Regions from separate parts of the Arachis hypogaea genome. Here region 1 is linked to region 2. Evidence: chromatin contacts called from public Hi-C data. All regions are on one chromosome and are shown on one strand. The core of a region is the stretch at or near the end of the contact, and the rest is flanking DNA. Distances in the headings are between cores, read along the strand shown. Region 1 holds the start of LOC112802439 (protein argonaute 1). Region 2 has its middle 29 kb from the start of LOC112802438.

Region 1 (5,483 bases), core at 2,276-4,775, 92 kb before region 2:
ATTAGAATATGATACTATTATGCTAAGAAGACATTCTACAGACCTGCATTATGTCACGCTCCCTTTCAACAGGTCGTTGGCATGTGACTTTGAGCAAAGCAGTAATCTGCCTTTCATTCAACCTCTTTGAGTACCTCTGCCCTTCTACAATCTTGCAAACCTGCAACCAACAAACAATCCTTCAGTAGGTACATTCACATGAAAATAAAAAGCTTACTACTCATTAACTCATTTACCTCCATTGGCAGATAATTTGGCCTCTGTGTATTTCCCACTTGCAAACAAGGCCACTGAGTATGTTGAATGTGAAACCCGTAGGTCTCAGAGAAGTACTCGACAACAGACTTCATTGTTCCCCTCTCGTCTACAGGGAATCTAAAATTATTGACAAACCAAAAAGTGAGCAGTAGACTTGACCCATTCCATTTAAGAATAAATGTTAGGTGACTATTACTCACGTCAACTCTCTAGTAGCCTGGGAAGTCAGACCAGAGATGCGATATTTTCTTCTCATGTTTCCACGATGAGTTACTTCAACCTTGATACCACGGAGAGCTTTTTTGATCTGTCATTCAAAAATAGAAAGAAAAAAGTCAATTTCTCATTCCTTTTAAATCAAGGGTGACAAGCAGTCTCCCAAAATCCAAGCCACATAAATGGATAACAGCCAAATGCAAATGCAAATGAAAGCACGCATAGCTTGTGTCAACCAAAATCTACCTTCACACGATCAGCATCTGACAGTGGTCGGGTGGATACATCCCTATTCAGTAGCTGAGTTACAAACTCAATCACCGGCAATGGCTCAATAAATGCAGTGGAAGACATATCTGCACATCCAAAAGTTAGCATTTATGGAATCTATGATAGAAAATGAAGTGGGTATGTAGAGACAGCATAATGTACCAATGTTCAGAGAAAGTCCCATCTGTGTGGGACGAATACTCTGATAGAAACCACGCCAGCTTTCTAACCCCTCACCCAAAGGCTGTCTTCTTCCAAGATCGGGTGAATAAAATGATCTTCCTACAGGAGAATACCTACAATAACAAAACTCCATTTATACCCCAATAGTTTTGGGTATAACAACGAAACCAAATAAAGGAAGAGAGCTATATCAAAGACCTGGTAGTAGGAAGTTCACGCAACACAATATCGAGAACCTGCAATGCTTCCTGAGGTGCATCAGTTTGTCTCCCTTGCAAAAAGAGCCCTAAATGGTGAAGGTCTGCCCGAGCAGCCAATTTTATCACAACTTTGAATTCTCTCTCCCTCCTGCAATGATAAGCAAACAAAACAATCAGATAAAGTATGAAAGTTTTTATTTGAATATTAAGTTGGAAACAAACATGAAACTAACCTTTGAGCTCCAGTTCCATCATCTTCATCAATTAACATGATCCTAAACTCCTTTGACACGAAAGGCAGTGGACCAGCTGTATAGAGGCTCTTTCGCCCATCATAAGCAGGAAGTCTCTTCCCCAAATGGGATTCTCGGTAAAGCCTCACCAACTCCTCCATAACAGCACGGTTAACGCCTCTTGATGTAACTTCTGGAGTGATCGTTACCTAAGCAACCAACAACTGATATAAGTTACAAGTTACATACAAACTGGGATTTTCTCAACTACTTAAGGTGGAACTTACATCATACTGATGCAGATCTTTGTTTGGCAGCTCAGCAAAGAAATGGTTGGCCTTGACAATACATTTTGTGCCGTAGCTACCCTTCCCAGGGCGAAGGGGAAACCTCATGGATGACTTGCTAGCTGGTGGACCAGAAGGGGCAGCTTCTGTCTGAGTTATATGCCCCATTTGCTGTTCCAGTTGGGGCATCTCCTGTGGCTGGGATGAACTGGAACTAGCCTCAGAGGGAGGAGGCCGAGGAGACACAGCCGCTTGATACTGAACTGGGGGGGTAGCTTGGTGCAGCTCGGGAACTTGGGGCCGTGGTGGGCCACCATAAGAAGGTCCTACGCCTCGACCGCCTCCTACACCACCACCACCACCACCGCGGCCACCACCATATCCACCTCGTGGAGCATACCCTTGCTGGGGAGGTCCTCCCCGTCCCCTACCTTGATACTCAGGGGGGCCACCATACTGCTGTTGAGGCATTCCACGGCCACGTCCTCCTCCATAACCACCACGTCCTCCTTGGGGACCCCAACTCCTACCTCCCCCTTGTGGCCCAGGCCCACTGGTGGGAGCAGCCTGTTGGGGTGGAGCACTCCTTTCTGCAGGGCGCTGTTGGCCCTCAGAGCTTTCACCCCCACTAGAACTAGCTGCTTCAGTTCTCTTCTTCCGAACCATGATGAACACTGCACACAAAGGGGAAAAAGCGTTACAACTTTGTGACTAGTGATAAATAAGCACCTCAGTATAAGGCACGCCTAACATCTCAAAATATAATCACTTTATAGAGAGCTACATATGATCAAATTATCACACATGCCAACAACTTTATAACCTAAACATCAAAATCAAGTACAGCGCTCAAGGGATTTCCATCGAGGATACTGCTCATGACAATAAACAAAACAACTCATGATAAAAGCACAAAAAAACACCAAGAAAGCAGCTTCTACAAGTTGGAATACTTCAAGTATCACAAGGATAGAGAACAGCAAGCAACCTAAGCAGTCATTCACTGGTTTCCAGAAGGAGAAAATGTACCAGATGGAGAGAATGTCAAAAAATAGATCAGTAAAATCATCATCCAGGGTACACACATTGCAACTAAAACCAAACCCAATATCACCACCATCAGCGATAACCACTAAACCCAACCATAATCAACACCACCAAACCCTAGAAAGTAACAACCAAAGATAAACAACAGTACGATCTACAACACAAGCATCAAGTAACAAAAAAAAAGTAAAATAAAGAAAACCTTCAAAAAAGCTAAGCCCGCAAGATAACAAACGGTAATCGTTAAAATCAGAAGCAGATCAGATCAGAAGCAAAATCACCAACAGCAACATCTACCACAGTCCACACAACTAGATCTAAAGAAGAGAAAAAAAATAAAATAAATTATCATATTTTCACAAATACCGTGAAAATAAAACAACAAATACCCCTACACATGAAGCAAAAACAGCGGAAAAAAAAACAGAGAAAACGGCAAACTGAAAATCATACACTGAAATCAGAAGAACCAAACCCTAGGCGAAAAAAATAGAATAAAAAAAAGAGTGATCGAGTTTCATATTTCAATTTTCACCTGAAAAATAAAAAGGCGCTGGAGCAGACGAAGGTGTTGGCGGAAGAAGCTGAGTGTGTATAATTAATAAAGAAGACTGAGAGAAAGAGAGTGCAGGGAATGGGAGTTTCTCTCACTATAATTTAGGGAATGGAGAAACAAAAAACGGTTAGAGAGAGAAAGAGAAGAAGGAGAAGCAGTGCGAGCTATGGGCATTGTGAGTTTGTTATAAAGATGGGGTAGGTCTTTGAAAATGACCACTCCGTCCCTACGCTCTTTCAATCTTCTTTTCTTCTCTTTTCTTCTCTTCCCCAATTAGAGAATACAGAATAATATTTTTATTATAAATATATTTTGCATTAAAAATAAAATCTATTTACTATATTTTGCTATAATATATTTTATTTTCTTATTAAATAGTATAATTACTTTCCTGTTCTTTTATGAATTTCTCAAGATTCTATTATTAATTTCCATCATTAATTGACTCTTTTGGTCTTTTGGAGTTTGGACGGTAATTAATTTACTTAACAGAAAAATTTAAAAGATGACTGCAAAATTTTTGCTAGAAAGGCTTTCTTCCCAACAATAGCCAATAGGTATATGCGTATGTCTCTCCTCATGTTGACTGAATTATTTGAGAACTGAGACATATGTCACTGTTTTGAAATATAATAAAATCGAAATTAATTTGATCTAATTTTAGAATTAAATTTATTTTATATTTTATTTAGGGTAGTTTCGTCACCTGCAGTGATAGTGAAAGATTGTATTGTAAAATAAAGAATTAAATTATTATATTAATTTGTAAATCAAATTAATTCATATTTTAAGTCATTAATAATAAATATAATAATTTATTTCCAATTCAATTTATTTTAAATCAAATCAATTTTAAAAATATTCCTAATAATCATAGATAATTTATTTGAATTATTATTAAGGTTGAAGGTGAATTTATCTAAAGTAATTAAATTTTATTTAAAAAATATTTTAGTCTAGTATGTTATATCTTAGGCATAAACATAAACACTAAGACATATATTAAGAAGACACAAACACAATATATATATATATATATATATATATATATATATATATATATATATATATATATATATATATATTGTGTTTGACAAAACAAATATACAAGACACACAAAATATTAAAAAGTTTATAATACTCACATCTTCTACCTTTATCATCATCACCACATAGATTTTTATTCTATTATCATTCATTTTTTTTCTCCATTACCATTCATATAACAAAAAATAAATGATTCAGATATCATAAAATTTCAATAATTTTATCCACAAATTCAATAATATTAAAAAAATAGAGATGAATAATAAAAACAATTGAACCCTTTTTAAAAAAATAGAAAAATGAAAAAAGAGGCAAAAAGAAGGAAGAATGAACAAAAAGCAAAATCAGAGAGAGCAGCAGTGGCAGACTGAAGAAGAAGAGGGAAGAGACGGTGGTTTAAGCCGTAAAAACGAAAAGAAAGAAAGGTGACGGCAAGGAGAAAGCGAAAGTAATAGGAAATCTAGACCAAATAAGGAGGAGGTGTGACGGATCTAGACCATGGGAGCAATGGTATCTTCTTTTTTGTCTAAACAGATTTGCCTCTGACCTCTGGACATGTCAAAACTGCATGAGTTCACTAGGGTGGAGCACAGCGACAGTGACGGATCTAGACGGATCTGGATCTAAACAAGTGGTGGAGAAAGAAAGATGAAGAGAGAAGGGCGCAGCGGCGGCAGCGACGATAGTGGCGGTGGCAGAGAGAAAAAGAACTGACAAAGGAAATAGGGAGAAAGAATGAGAGAAGAGGAGGAGGGTGGAGTATTTGAAAACAAGAATGAGGAAGGAGAAGATGAAAAAAGGGGGTTAAGATTAAGGGATAAGAATGGTATTTTAAAAAATAATCAAAGATAAAATGGTAAAAATTTGTGTCTTATTTAGTGTGTCTTAATATCTCATCTTTTTTTAAGGACATCAAATACATGTATTTTATATATGTTTGTATGTTGCCATGTCTTTAAAAAATCAGTATCTTAACAACCAAACATTGTACATGTGTATCTATATCTATATCTTTTATAGACACGCACATAAAACAAACGTACTCTAATGGCGAGGATATAATAAAGGTAATAGCGATGGTGTAATGGTCATGACAAGTGGTATTTCACCACATATTAATTCATTATGTGATGAATTATGTAACACTCTAACTATCAAAGCTCACGTTTCCAGCTGCGCGACTCTG
Region 2 (5,278 bases), core at 2,672-5,171:
TTTTTATGTTTATGCATGTAAACATGTTTATATAAATTTTAAAATTTTATTTTATTTTATAGATTTTAATAATAGTTATGATTTAATTTTTGTTATTTTTAAGTAAAAAGAGAACAAATTTAATATAAATTATTGTAAGACAGAATTAGATCGGACAGAACAAAAATATATCCTGCTGCCACTCCTGTATCCATCATTACTGGTCATCCAGTGTCACTACTATATATATATATATATATATATATATGGTGAATGTTATGGTGCTTATTATTTTGTACTTAAATTATTAAAAAAGGTAAATAAATAATATTTAATAAATTTTATATGATTTACTTTTTATTTTAAATATTTTATTTTTTACTTTAAAAAAGAAGTTAGACAATTTAGGTATCATAATAAAGACACCATAAAACTTACCTATATATATATAAAAGAAGACGGGTAATTTCATCGATCGCCTTAATAATATATATACTTCGAGTTTTTTGCTATTACATCGTTTAGCCTCCGTGCAACAAAAACGAGAAATTAGCTTCTTGATATATGGAATCTATGAAGAAGCAGCTAAGGTCAAATAAAGTGATATTACCCCCTAAGACGATATGGTATCATATTATTAATTATATAATATGGCTTTAACCACTACTCAATATAAGTAGTGGTGGTTGGCTTTCTATGCCATATCAATGCGGAAATTCCAATACCAATAGATTTGTATTTTAGTGGCTTACGTCCATGGAATATACCATCCTCTTCTATAATGCTTCATCCTCATTGGGGTACAAAAGATGAGCCATGTAACTAGTGGTCTTGTCCATGTCATTTCTCATTATTTCGAGAAACGGAAAACAAATCCTCAATTAAAAACCGTATCTTTTTTATCAAATAATTTTATAATAAGTAATGTTATTATTTTCTATATTTTAAAATTGTTAGACAAATTAAAAATATTGTGGCTCTCTCTATCATCATACATATGGATTATATACATATTTTTTTAGTCAAGTGATTAACTATTAAAATAATAAATTTTTATAATAAAATAATTAAATATTTTATCATTAGCATACAATCTTTTCATGAATGTAAAAATACTCACCATTGTATTTTATACTTTTCTTAATATAAATTTTGATTACAAAAGTAAATATGTTTGATTATATTATTTGTAAAATGATTATATAATTGTGAATCAAACTTGATTATATTATTTATAAATTTTGATTATATCATTTATAAAATTTGATTATATATGTGAATATATAATTGCTCCGTATTTTTATATGTATCTATATATGGGTGGCTAATTGATAATTTATTTTTTCATATGCATGTAACAATGTTGAAATCAAAAATTAAAATGATTCATTAACTTTGAGTTGTAAAATTAATGTTATTCTTTCATTATTATCATCATCATCATCATTTATTATTATTATATAACTAGTGTTAAATCAGTCATTATATTTTATATGTATTAACCATGTTTTAGTGATTAATTTTGTATATGAATTTAACCTAACCATATGTATTCTGGTTGTATTAAAACATTTAATGTCAATGTAAACATTTGATAATTTGGGATGAAAAAAGTTTGATTAAATTTTATTATTTTACTATAAAATATTTGATCACTCTATTACAAAAAATTTAATCATTTTAATTTTTAGTCTTTCTGCTAGAAAAATACTGAAACATGTATATATATGATGTCTAATTTATGGTATTTATACAATATTTTCATTTTATATATAGAAAAATTTTGTTACAGTATCCTTGCTTATATAAAGGTACCAACGTCTTTTATCTTATTAATAAATCTAATTTTTTTTAAATTTTAGTTAATGTGCTCTATGAATATTTTTCAAGCACATACGCCATAAACAGACTAATTTTTATAATTTTATAAGATAAACCAATAATATAATTTTTTTTCTTTATATAAACTGTACATAAGAATTAAGAGCAACTTTGATGGGTGAATTTCCAACCTACTTTTGTCTGATAGGATGCAGTTCCATCCGTCGGAGAAAAAAAAAGATGAGTTCTTTCACATGATTTAAGGGAGAAGAGTTTCTCTTCAGACGGATTCTTATAGCGAATGTGGTAAGTTATCTTTAAAATAAATAATTATATTAAATTATAATTAATTAAAATTATTTATGTAAAAAAATTAATTTAATTTTCACAAATTTCAAAATAACTTTTAGTTAGATTATTTATTTTTATTTATAAAATTTAAAAATACTAACCATATTATAAAATTAGTTATTACAAATTTAAAAATACTAATTATATTATAAATTTCTTATATTAATATCTTTAACAATAAATTATTTTTTAATTCATAAATTTAAATAATATTATTGTAAAAAAATTAATTACATTAATTTTAAGTATTTTAATTAATTAATTATGTGAGACCACAATAAGGACTAAAGTTAATTTTTTTTAATGAAGAAGAAAAAAAATGCTGAGTTCCTATTTACTGTTTATTACGCAAAAACTGATGTAGAGTTATTTTTTATAACAGGTGAGCTATAAATAGGAATTGGAATGAGTTTCTTACCGGAGATGGTCTATGATATGAGAGGTCATGGGTCAACAATTCTCCTTTCAGTAATATATACAAAGGTGAAAGCTCAAGTACAGTCGACTTTATGTAAAGTTGATATTTGAGAACCATTACATAAAAATTTAGTCAAATCAGTTAAATCATTTAACAGCTCTTAGTTATCAACTTTACGTGAGAACTGAGTTTTCACCATATACAAAATATGAATATAATAATGCATGAGATAAGGTGAATCAAGGTAAGGGTTAGGTGACCCTAGTGTTTGTAATGTGTGTTTTATTGGGTCAGTCCAATTGATAAGCCAGTAAGGTCACGTCACTTTGTGAATTGTTCGTACCTTATTTAATTAATAGCATGCATATCTTTATCCGATTAAAGTAGGGTATCCCCTTCGGCAAGGTACTTTACATTGTTATTTTTTATTTTTATATGTTTATGAAAAAATAAATTAGATTATGATACTGATTTTTAACCACATGAAAGGACAGTGATGCAATGAACCATCAGATCCCTCAAATCTCTCTTTAGGGTGGGTTTGAATGAAACAGTGGCAGCAATGGCACAAGAAAGTTGAGACCAACCCTTGCCCAAGCTACAGGACATAAAATCAGAAAGCTCAATGCATGTTGTCATTTTTACTAGAATGGTGATATTTCAATGTAAGTTATATATATGGTATATTTATTTATTATTAAATAGAATATAAATTTTGCAATTTTCTTACGTTTTATAAACTAAAAAATATGTTAAAGTGAATGGATTACTTTGAGAAAACTACTAAGAATAGATAGTTTATTACTTTGTTAAGTAATTTTGTTAAATGTTTTGGATTATTTTTTTGAAGTAACCCTTTTTTAATGGGTATCAAATTACTTTATAACTTTTATGGTTAAAATTGCTTATGCTTAATTCTTTTATGGTAAACAATAATTTATTATTAGTTTTAATATATGGTACCGAACAATAGGTAGAAATATATTCACAAAGGAAAATTAAAGAAAAACAAAGAAAATTAAAGAAATAAATTACACTACTTGAGGCAATGAAACAATAATACGTTGACATATGTGTTACTTACCAACACTAGTTACAATTAGTTAGTCTCAATTTCTTCGAGTCCAACATTTATATATTTATTTATTTATCGTTAGATTAGATAGTGAACAAGAAACACTATGTACAAAAGAAATAATGCACCACATGTTCAATGCATCCAATTATTTGCAATTAGAACAAACTTTTTTTTTTTTGGTCTTGTAGAACAAACTTATTTAATAGGAGACTATTATTGTTTGAACCAAAGTCCAAACTATTCATCAATTTCTTCTTTTTCATATGATCATTCATTGGCTTAGTACTAATTTCCCCCACCAATAGAAATGGACCCCACCATGTCTCTCTCTTATGTATGAGCTTGTGAAGAGCCATATGGAAAATCCAAAAATCAGGTGCATTTTCAGGTGTTGGTCGTTGGGATTTTATTTCATATGGAAATGTTTATGTCATGAATTACAATAGATAGATATTGTATGATTTGCTCCTTTACCAAGAGAAAGTACAGACAAATTAACCAGGTAAAAAAGAAATGTGTAGATTATGTTTATGTTTGTCTCGAAGCTGCTGGATATATTTTGATTTGATTTTATAATAAATTGAAAAAATTATTATTTCTATCTATAAAATTTATTGAAAATACTGATATATTTATTTATAAAAGATGAAAAGTATCATTTATATTTATAAAAAATTGATTTTTACAAGCAAAATTATTCAAACTCTAAATAATTAAATAAAATTTTTAAATTATCCTCTAATTCCACCACTATACTAGTCTTCACCTTACATTCACCATTTCTTTTTTCATAGTTATTATTGTCATCACCAATACTTCATATTTTTTTTAATTCAATAACATCAAATACTTTAAATTCAACAACCACAAAAGATTGCATTGGATAGTCCTAGTGAGCTTTTGTAAAAAATAGTATATCAGAAAGAAATTACATTTAAAGCAAATATCAATGTTTCATCATGCTAAGCACATGGATAAAAATATCATATATTTTCACAATTTAACCTCATTAAGAAGACGAAATAATCAGATTGATACATAAGTAATAAATAGAAGAGTAGTGAGAAATCTAGCCAGGATCAAGATTGTTATAGTAGATTTCTACAAGAACTTATATCATCAGGAAGAGTCATCTTTGATAGATTTTCGGAATAAACTAGTTAATAAGATACAGGACGAATATGCTACAAAATTAAAAAGGATGCCTTTGGCTGAAGAAATAAACGAGGCAATTTGAAATTATGAGTCATCTAAGGCTACTGGCTGTGATGAATACAATATGAATTTTATCAATAAATGTTGGGGGCATTGGATCTGAATTCACTAAAGCAGTGATGGATTTTTTTCCGTCAACTAAATTACCAAGAGATTCTAATGTTACATGGGTGTTGCTGGCTCTGAAGTTTGTGGGAGCGAAGGAAATTAAAGATCTTTAGCCGATTAGTATGGTAAGATGTGTGTATAAGGTCATATCGAAGGTGTTGGTAAGGAGAATAAGGTAGGTTATGTCTGGTTTAATTGGGGAGACTCAGAGTGTTTTTGTGAAGGGAAGAAAAATACATGATAGAACTTTGATTGCGTGTGAAACGGTGCAGTGGCTGAAGATGAGAAAGAAGAAATCGGTGATTATT

What was found. A called contact is a pair of places that touch in the nucleus more often than the background predicts.
Region 1: a Hi-C map of leaf shows a contact between it and region 2, with 1.6 times the contacts expected there. The contact joins the promoter of LOC112802439 here to the enhancer-like site in region 2. A contact is called at or near these places in 4 of 8 Hi-C or Micro-C datasets (leaf and an unstated tissue).

Annotation. Positions count from the first base shown.
Region 1 is chr5:105,003,291-105,008,773 of arahy.Tifrunner.gnm2.J5K5, reverse strand. LOC112802439 (protein argonaute 1) reads right to left here and starts at 3,525. Exons shown (of 22, transcript XM_025845661.3): 1 at 3,230-3,525; 2 at 1,648-2,321; 3 at 1,361-1,569; 4 at 1,126-1,275; 5 at 907-1,040; 6 at 721-830; 7 at 459-565; 8 at 237-375; 9 at 44-160. The coding sequence starts at 2,313.
Region 2 is chr5:104,911,839-104,917,116 of arahy.Tifrunner.gnm2.J5K5, reverse strand. No RefSeq gene overlaps it. Among protein-coding and RNA genes, the nearest start is that of LOC112802438, 29 kb to the right of the region's middle. Within about 2 kb of position 3,921, at least 1 of the 3 cell types and tissues checked has open chromatin away from gene starts, as enhancers often do.